Linked DNA regions of Mustela erminea: region 1 is linked to region 2. A link is a contact called in public Hi-C data. All regions are on one chromosome and are shown on one strand. Each heading gives the region's core, a stretch centred on a gene start, on an enhancer-like site or on the middle of the called end of the contact. The rest is flanking DNA. Distances are from core to core; before and after follow the strand shown.

Region 1 (4,843 bases), core at 1,373-3,872, 150 kb before region 2:
CGCTCTCGTATAATTTTTACAGTTGGGTTCTATTTTTATTATCATATTTACTATCAATTAATAGTTAATATACTCCCATCTTGAAAAAAGTGCTATTAAACAGAAATATGCAAACAGTATTGTTCCTGTTCTCAAGTTATATTTTCAGATAGGCAAATTATCATCTCACTAGTGCTTCTTATGTGAAGTAGGTTTGGGATTAGTACTTATCCTAACGCCTCCTGCAAAACATAAAAAGAGTATCATGTAATACAGTACAGTTGACCCTTGTACGATGTGGGGGTTGGGGTCCTGACTCCCATGTAGGCAAAAATCCACATATAACTTATGACTCCCCCCAAAACTTAACTATTAATAGCCTATTGTTGACTAGAAGACTTACTGATAACATAAACAGTTAATGCATATTTTTGTATATGTATTATATACTATATTCTTGAAATAAAATAAGCTTGAGAAAAGAAATACTAAGAAAAATAAGAAAAAGAATACATTAACAGTCCTGTACTTTATTTATTCAAAAAACCTGCCTATAAGTGGATTCCTACAGTTCAAAGTGGACCAGCATTATTCAAGAGTCAACTGTGGTTCTCAAAGTTCAGAGGGCTTGTTAAAAAAATGCATATTCCTGTGGCACTTCCCCCCTCCACCACAATTCAGTAGATATTAAGCATTAAACTGTATCCCCGTCCTATCCCCCAGTACCTCCAAATTTTACCTTATTTGGAACTAGAGTTGTTACTGATGTAATTAGTTAAACTAAGATGAGATAATAATGGAATAGAATGACCTCTACTCCAAAGCGACTGGTGTCCTTATAAAAAGGAGAAATTTGGACACAGACATGCACACAGAAAGACCACCACATAAAGAAGGGGGTAATGTTGCCACAGCCAAGGAACTACCAGAAGCTAGGAAAGAGGTCTGAACAGATCCCTCCCTAGCACCTGCAGAGGGAGCAGAGCCCTGGAAAACACCTTCTTGATCTTGGATTTATCAGCCACTAGAATGGCGAAACAGTAAGTTTCTACAGTTTAAGCCACTTAGTTTACTTTGTTACTTGGCAGCCCTAGGAAACTAATACTGTAGGTTTATTTGGTGTCCAGTCTGTTCCTAGAATTTGCAACCTAACAGCAATCCAGATGTAGCAGAAGCAAATGTTCAGGGACATTTTGATAAACATTGCTAGAAGCATAAGAAGAAATTTAAGTTCCAGTGAAAAATAAATAGAGGCTTATTGTTCCCTCAATTTATCAGCAGTTTTTAGGCTTAAAGTCCATTTACTTCCTATTCTTCCTGACATGAACATTCTCCATCAATTCTGGTAAACTCAGTCATACTTTAAAATACAGTTTGAAAAGCATTGCTTTTCCCTTTCTGTGCCCTTTCCCACTCCAATTTTATCATTTCCAACTTAATCGTACTCCACTGCAGACATTTCAACTGTTACAGTAAAAAATCTGTATTCTTATTAGTTTAGCCTGTCTCCCATCGCAGGGAGGGGGTGTAATATTCACTTAGATCCTCAACTTCTAGCCTAGTGTCAGACACAAAGAATACACTCTGTATTTCCCCTTAATGAATTAAATAATTAAATACATTTTCTACTTCCTTTGGTTTTAACCACAAAAGAGGGAAGTCACATTTAAGAAAATGGGAGCAGAGGGGCATCTGGGTGGCTCAGCAGGTTAAGCCTCTGCCTTCAGCTCAGGTCATGATCCCAGGGTCCTGAGATTGAGCCCCGCATCGGGCTCTCTGCTCAGCGGGGAGCCTGCTTACCCCATCTCTCTCTGCTAGCCTCTCTCCTACTTGTGATCTCTGTCTGTCAAATAAATAAAATCTTAAAAAAAAAAGAAAAGAAAAGAAAAGAAAATGGGAACAGAGATCATCTCATGGGGCAGGTTGGTCTGTGTTCCGGAAAAAGACAAAAGGGCTGACGAGTGCATTAAAACAAAGCAAGCAGCTTCATTATATTTTAAAAATTCGAGGCAAGCTGAGTAATTTGGCTCACAAAACAATTCATATTTCCACAAAAGACCACATAAAATGACTTTTCAAAGCAGAATAAATTACAACAGCTTTTAATTAACTACCGAGGAAGCACAAAAACACATTTTCGCCAACCTGCCAATGAAAAAAGCCATTTAATGGAAAGGTCTATCGTTCTTGGAAATTACCAGGTTGAGGCCAATTCTTAAACAGTGCGCGATTAGGACACCATTTGACCGCACTGGCCATCCCCCGTTTGCAGAAAGTGGTTTGTGACTCCCGTCTGTCCCTGAGATCCCGGACCGCAAGGCCACGGACCAGAAGGCCGATTTCCCACCGCGGTAAGGGTTCTTTCTTAAATCCACCTGCTCCCCTCTAAAATATGTCAGGCTCCTACACATCATTTTTACACGAGTGAATCGCTGCTGGCTCCTTCACCTGGGGCCCCCACTTGCCCTGCTCACCATTCTGCAGCCAGCACAGCCTCCGTGCCGCGGTGGTCCACCAAATCGGAGCTCAGAGTGTGTGGACGAACGCTCCCGGGTTGTCGGGACGACAAGCCCCGCCCACTTGCGCCCAAGGGAGGAGCGCACCTCCTCGCATTCGGGTCCGCGCAGTCGCGCTGGGGTTCTTCCGTGAGGCGCCCCGCCCCCTCCTCTGACTGGCTGCCTAGCACCAACGCCCGCCCCGCCTCGCTGTTGACAGACCCGGGAGTCGAAGCGGTCGGAGGGCTTTACGGCTGTGGAATGCCGAAAAGTGCGTGAGTGCAGGCGCTGGGACGTTTTATTCTGTCTTCCAGATCCGGGGGTCTGGAGGTGATGAAGTACGGTCTGGGCAGGGACCACCGGGTGTGGCGTAGGGTTTCGGAACGTCTTCTGACGTTGACAGTCTGTCTTCCTCCCTGGGAGCGTGTTGGGGCGAATCTTCGTGTGAGGGGTTTCCAGAGGGAAGGGAGACGCGGGTTACGGGGCTGGGTGACGTGACTGGCACCAGGGTGGGCTGCCTGGGCCACCACAGCGTAGGCCCGCCTGGGGACGGGCCTCAATGGGCAATTTAGAGAAAGCGGTGGTGCCAAGAGGGTTAGTTATTTTGAAATTAAGGACCTCTGGATTCTTCTCTCTGCACATGGTTCGGTTTACTTTCTGTGCAAGTTATGTGTGTGCCGTTTTCCCCAAGAGCAGCTCGAAACAAGGACTGGAAATGACTTGCAACGATTCCTGGAGAAAGGATTTCCTGCAGCTGAAGGTCGCTGGGGCCCAGTAAGACTCTTTAAGACCAAGGTCACAGGCTAACTGCTAGCCGGATAGCGCAACCTTCAGAATTTGTCTCCTCCCCACGTGAAGAAACGCTGGCAATTAAGACCAGCAGAAAAACTAGAAGAAATTAAGCCATTAAGAAATTAAGCTCCTTCCACCTTCTCAATTCTGTGATTTAATGTTCCTGTTTTAGCTTGACAAAACATCGAATACTTTAAAATCATTGGCACCATTTCTTATCTCTGAATTCTAATTTTACAAGGTTCTCTCCCAGCTGTACTGACTAAATGTATTAAATAGTAGTGGGTAAGGATTACGGAGCTAGTCTTGTGATAGAAATCCAGATTGTCAGTTATTACATTGCATCCCCAAATCCTGGGTAGCAAGGAAAAAAAAAAATCTTAATGTCGACTTCATACAGAGTTCTGAACCCATCTGGTATGGAAGTTTTTTGATTTAGTGTTTCACACTAATAATGTTTATGGTGTAAAAGCTCAGTCAGCTCAGGATTGATGGGCATGCAGTGGTGTTAATGGGAATCCCACATTACCTTAAAACGGTAGGCCTCTAGGGGAGAAGACCTTGAAGTTCTCGCTCTATGACACCTCCCTCTGAGGAAGGAGAAGTGCTAGGGATGTGTGAGAACACACTAGACTGTGCTGTAAAAATACACAGTGAGTTTGGCTCTCCTCTAGTACTTCTCCTGCAAGCTGCCTAGGCGTAAGGGTGATTTCCTGTTCTCTCTTCGCCTTCCGACAGGCATAGTATCCAAGCATTCTGAACATAGAGCCAGCGCCTTTCAACTCCCTTCTATAATCTGGCGCCTAGGTATGCCTCCATCAAGCCAAATGCCAGTCAGGAGGCAAAAGTCTTTTGCCACCTACCTCTCTGATGACATATCCTTTGGAGCTGATGTTAAAAGAGTTTTTTAATGTGAAGATTTTGGGGCTTAACTGGTTTGGGGAAATGTGTATCAGCTGTTTGAAGTCAAAATCTACCAGAAGCCAATAAATAGGAACATTACACCGCCTTTCTTTGCCCATTTTCCTTCAGCTTTTATTGCCATCTGAACTTCATGAGGAAGACTTGAGTAACAGCAGCTTTGGTCACCAGTAAAATGACAAGTCTTAGTTAACCCAGGACTGGAGTTCTTTAAGTCTAAACTCCTCAGCCCATAGTCTTTGGGGAAAAAGCTGTCAGTGGGGATTTTACCTCCTTCCCCTTGCCCACCACACACATTTTCAGAATGATAGAGGGCTCCTCTCAGTCCCTAATAGCTTGGCTCTGTACAAAGAGCAGTAACCTCCATGACTTCATGTACAGTTAAGGAGAAGCCCCAGATCCCTGCTACACTTTTTTTTTTTTTTTTTTTAGATTTTATTTATTTGACAGAGATCACAAGTAGGCAGAGAGGCGGGGGGCGGGGGCAGGGGGAGCAGGCTCCCCGCTGAGCAGAGCCTGATGTGAGGCTCTGTCCCAGGACCCTGAGATCATGACCTGAGCCAAAGGCAGAGGCTTAACCCACTGAGCCACCCATGTGGCCTTCCCTGCTGCACTTTTAACTTCAGCAGGTGAGCCCAAGGAGACCTTTTTCTCCC
Region 2 (4,650 bases), core at 1,803-4,302:
TGTGAGGAGCAAAGCTGTCCAGCTGCGGATGTGTAGCAGGTTACCTTCCATTTCACAGATGAGGAAACAGGGTCTCGCATTGCACATATCTAAGGTCTTCCAGCTGGGATGCAGCAGAATTGAGTTTCAACCTCCATAAGCTGTTTGGCTTTCAAGTCATTCATTTCTATTACAGGCGTACCTTGTTTTATTACACTTTGCTTTATTGTACTTGCCAGATACTGCATTTTTTACAAATTGGAGGTTTATGGCAACCCTGCATCAAGCAATTCCCTTGGCACCGTTTTTCCAACAGCGTACACTCACTTCATGCCTAAGTTTCACATTTTCATTAGTTCTTGTAATATTTCAAACTTTTTAATGATTATATTTGTTATGGTTATCTGTGATCAACTGATTACGACTTGTTGAAAGCTCAGATGATAGTAAGCATTTTCAACAATAAAGTATTTATTTTATTGAGTAATCTTTACACCCAGTGTGGGGCTCGAACTCACAACCCTGAGATCAAGAGTTGTGTGCTCCTCTGCTGACTGAGCCAGCCAGGCGCCCCAGCAATAAAGTATTTCAAAATTAAGGTGTTAAATGTAAAAACTTTACTGTTTAGACATAATGCTATTGCACACTTAATAGACTAGAGTTTAGTGCAAACATAACTCGTATGTACACTGGGAAACCAAAAAAATTCATCCGACATTTGCTTTATGGCAGTGATCTGGAGCTGAATCTGCAGTATCTTCCAGGTACACCTGTGTACACAGTTGTGATTGTATGAACAGGTACAACCACGTCCCTCTAAACCTTTCCTCATTTGGATTTTCCTTCCCAGACACTAATCACAATCTTCCAAAAGCACAATTTCCTTTCCCTGCTCTGTCACCAAAATATTAGTGAAGAGGGAGAAGGCAACCAATGGAGGAAACAAAGACAGGACTCATCTGATCTTGAATTAGGCTATCTGCTCATTCTGAACACGGCCTCCATCCTAATTTGCATGGCAATCTCACTCAGTTCTTCAGGTTCCCTATATGCTTAATGGGGAGAAAAGGATTTCACATTATCCAGTGGCCTGAGCTAAGAATGAGACGTTATATAAAGTTAATCATTAAACAGCTTATAAGATACTGTTGCAAACAGTGCAATGAGAAAAATTAGCTTAAGTAACTTGGGTTTTTCCAACAGTCTTTTACGTAAAAGGACTAAATTCGCTAAACCTGCCACTTGACACCCACCCCGTGTAACCAAGACTAGGTCTGGGTTGTTTTGTTGCTGTTGCTGTTGCTGTTGCTGTTGTTCAGTGATCTTTACTTCCAACGTGGGGCTAGAACTCCTGACCCTGAGATTAAGAGTCACATCCGAGCTAAGCCAGCCAGGTGCCCCACGACCAGGACTAGGTTTACTGTGGTTCACAGGATATCAGGGATGAATAAAGGCCCTTGCCTTCTTGGAGTGAGGCGAGGTGAGCCTGGAAGCTTCCCAGACCACAGTCGTCTCCCTTCCCCCATACAGTTGGCCCAGAGAGGTTAACTGTGGGCTTTGGAGTTAGACTGACCAGCGTTCCCATCCCCAGAGCTAGTGGACGCCGGACTCTTGGAATCAGTTTTCTTATCTGTAAAACGGGGGTAATAATACTCACCTCATCCAACTCTTGCGAGATAAAAGTCTGACCAAGTGCTCAGCAAGCTGCAGAGAACAGAACAGTCAATAATCATTAGCTATTGTCACCACCTTTTTTTGTGTTAAGCTTTGCCCAGGGGTGGAGTGGGGCAGGAGCCTGGAACTGGTTGCTAAGGTTACCTTGTTAGGACCCTGAACTGGGGAGGGAAGGAGCAGCCGTGCAGGGGAGGCTAGTGTCAGACTCAACTTTCCAAGAGGCAAAAATGTACTCATTCGCAATACGCTCTTGCTTCGTGTCCCTCAAGAGATTTCTAGAGCAGTGGCAGGGCCCCAGAAGATGGGCCTCCGGGCAGACAACAGGTTTCTCGCGACCAGGTCCTGAGAAATAAGATCTCTGACAAGGTGTGGAGAGTTCATCCATTTCTACCTTGTGGAGACTTCTCCCCATACGCCACCTGCTTTCCCGGGGTGGACGCGAGCTCGTGCTGGACTGAGGAGAGCGGCTGAGCACTCCGTGCGGGCCCCCCACCCGCTCCTGGAATTTAGGAAATCCATCTGAGCGCCGGGCCGTCTTTGAAAGGAATGAGCTGTGACTTCTCAGGAGCTTGCCGGGGAAGGCGACGTGTAGCAGCTCAGGGCACCCAGGCAGAGTCCCCAAACGCCCCCCACCTCCGCCTCCCTGCCTTTGCGTGAAGCCCCTCAGCGCCACACAGCGGGGCACCCAGCGCCCCAGCCCGTGGCCCTCGAAACCTTTCCAAGAAATTAAGGGGGTAAACTGGGGAGGGGAAGAAAGAAAGGCAGCCCTGCCGATGCAAGGGCTGCAGTGTGGGTCTCTTCCCTTCTCTGACGTAATGCCAGTTTCCTGCTTTCGCATTGCAGTGTGCAGTTTGCTGGCCGGGAAGTCTCTAGATCAATCGACCGAAAGCCAAGATAATCACGGCCACTATCTTGCAATTTATTTTCCACGAATACACTTGAACTGGTCCAATGACCCCGCCTCCAAATTCCACGACTTTTGGCTTTTCAGGCCGTATTGTTCTCCCCTCCCCCCAGGAAGGCCGCCTCTACGTCGCAGAGCCCGGGTCCAGGAAACGGCACCCGCTGGAGGCTCAAATGTGGGGCCGGGGCGGGGTCGGTTCAGACGTTCTGCCCCCTTCTCGTCCCCCAGCCTTTGTGAGATTCCACATCCCTTGCTTTGTTTGGAGTAAAACTGTTGCCGAAACTGCATTTCCTCCCCCCTCTCCAGAAACCGAGGCTGGGAAGTGGGTAAAAACCACCGCGGAACGTGCTCGGACGCTCTCTCACGTCCACACCCCCACTGGGAAGGGACCGGCAGCGACCGCTCGGCCACCTCACGCGCGCCCGGCTAAAGGCACCTCAACAGCCTCCACCGCCAACGCCGCCCAGCCGAGCCAGGGGAGACTCCCAAGGGCTCTTTAAATACGATCTATAAATACTACGGGCTCAGGGCGCGCGCGTCAGGGCAGCCTCGGCTTCCCATTGGCTGTCGTAATCTTACTTATTTGCATAGCCGGATTGCTCAACCGGGCGGCGACCTCTGCCTAGCGCGCCCCTCCTCCTCAGCCGGCGGCGAGGGGCCGCGCGGGTGGGCGGAGCCAGCGGAGCGGCGGCCGCGCGGCTGGGCTACCGGTGCAGAGCTGCGGTGGCGTCCGGAGTCCCTAGAACTGGGGTACTTTTTGTCTTGAGTCATGCAGCTGCGGTGCGGGTTGCCAGTTGCTTCTCAGAAGGATCAGTTTTGGGAAACCGAAAACCGTCCTTTTTCCTGTTTTTTTTTTTTTTTTTTTTTTTTCTTTTCTAGGGAAAGAAAAGGCACCAAGTTAAGGGTTTTAACCCGAGCAAAGGCTCAGGGTGGCTCGCAGAGGCACCACGTGAGTGCTGGACACGCATTTGGAGTCCTGTCCAATGACTTGCGACTTCGGGTGTTCAAAAATGGCTTTTGCTTGATCACTAGTAAGACCCTGAAAACGAAACAAGGAGGGTTCAGAAAATGCAAGATGTAGGATTCCTCCTAGTTTAAATCTAAGTTTTAAAAAAATGCGCCAATTATCTAATAAAAAGCGGCGATGCGGAAACTTTCCCCAAGGCAGTTCTCGCAGAAGAGAATCTCTTGTAGTAATTGACGATGCGCAGCAACTTGACCCTGCAAGGAGCTGGTTCGTTGGGGAGAGAGCTGGTGGTGAGGAAGGTCAGAGGGGGAGGAGGAAGAGACCATAATTGGAAACCCAGGGAGCCATCCGATGTTGTGGAGTGTAGAGAGGCACAGGAAATTCTGTCCAGAAAAAGCCATAGATCATGCGAGAAATATGCAGATATTGTCATATATTAATAATCGGATGTTACAAAAATCATTTCTCTCTTCAGGATGTGAACTGAGAACAGAGACTTTCCTCTGTTCCTTCCAAACATCTTAGGTAGAATCTATCATACAGTGAATTCTTTACATTTCAGTGAACTAAATATGGTGACTTAATTCCTTCATTTTGTTTTAAAAATGTTCTTCCCTTAAAGTGCATACAACACATTCTAAAGTTCCAAACCTTCCTGTAGCAATATCCGGGGATGACTGCTGGAAGTATATGTTGGTATCTTACACCTACTTGGTCCTCAGTTTTAGCGGAATGAATTAATTACACAAATACATTTATTCAGAAGAGACTAAGCATGGGCTAACATTAAAGATCTCATTAAATGATATTTCATAAACGTTCCACTTTGACATCCTTCTCCCCTAAATAAAACTCAGAGCCCAAACACACTCTTATTAAAAAAAATACCTAACCACAGTTCCTCGGATTCTGGTGAATGTCACCCTTAAAAGCTTTTAAAAAAGAATTTCGGATTCTAACAGAAGAGCGCCCCCTGCTGCCAAATGGTTTATGGGCAGCGCCCCTGAAAAAAACCGCTTGGGGTGTGCCCACAGTACTAGGAGTCAGTCTATGCTTTAAAATCCGTATTGGAACGAAAGATGGATTGCTTTACAATTATTATTCTCTCCGTTAACAGGTACTAGTG

What was found. A called contact is a pair of places that touch in the nucleus more often than the background predicts.
Region 1: a Hi-C map of skeletal muscle shows a contact between it and region 2, with 12 times the contacts expected there. The contact joins the promoter of ETFRF1 here to the enhancer-like site in region 2. A contact is called at or near these places in 2 of 3 Hi-C or Micro-C datasets (skeletal muscle and spleen).

What each region holds. Positions count from the first base shown.
Region 1 is chr6:68,947,281-68,952,123 of mMusErm1.Pri, reverse strand. ETFRF1 (electron transfer flavoprotein regulatory factor 1) reads left to right here and starts at 2,622. Exons shown (of 3, transcript XM_032347664.1): 1 at 2,622-2,745. CASC1 (protein CASC1) reads right to left here and starts at 2,620. Exons shown (of 16, transcript XM_032347647.1): 1 at 2,454-2,620.
Region 2 is chr6:68,796,188-68,800,837 of mMusErm1.Pri, reverse strand. No RefSeq gene overlaps it. Among named protein-coding and RNA genes, the nearest start is that of KRAS, 100 kb to the left of the region's middle. Within about 2 kb of position 3,052, the one cell type or tissue checked has open chromatin away from gene starts, as enhancers often do.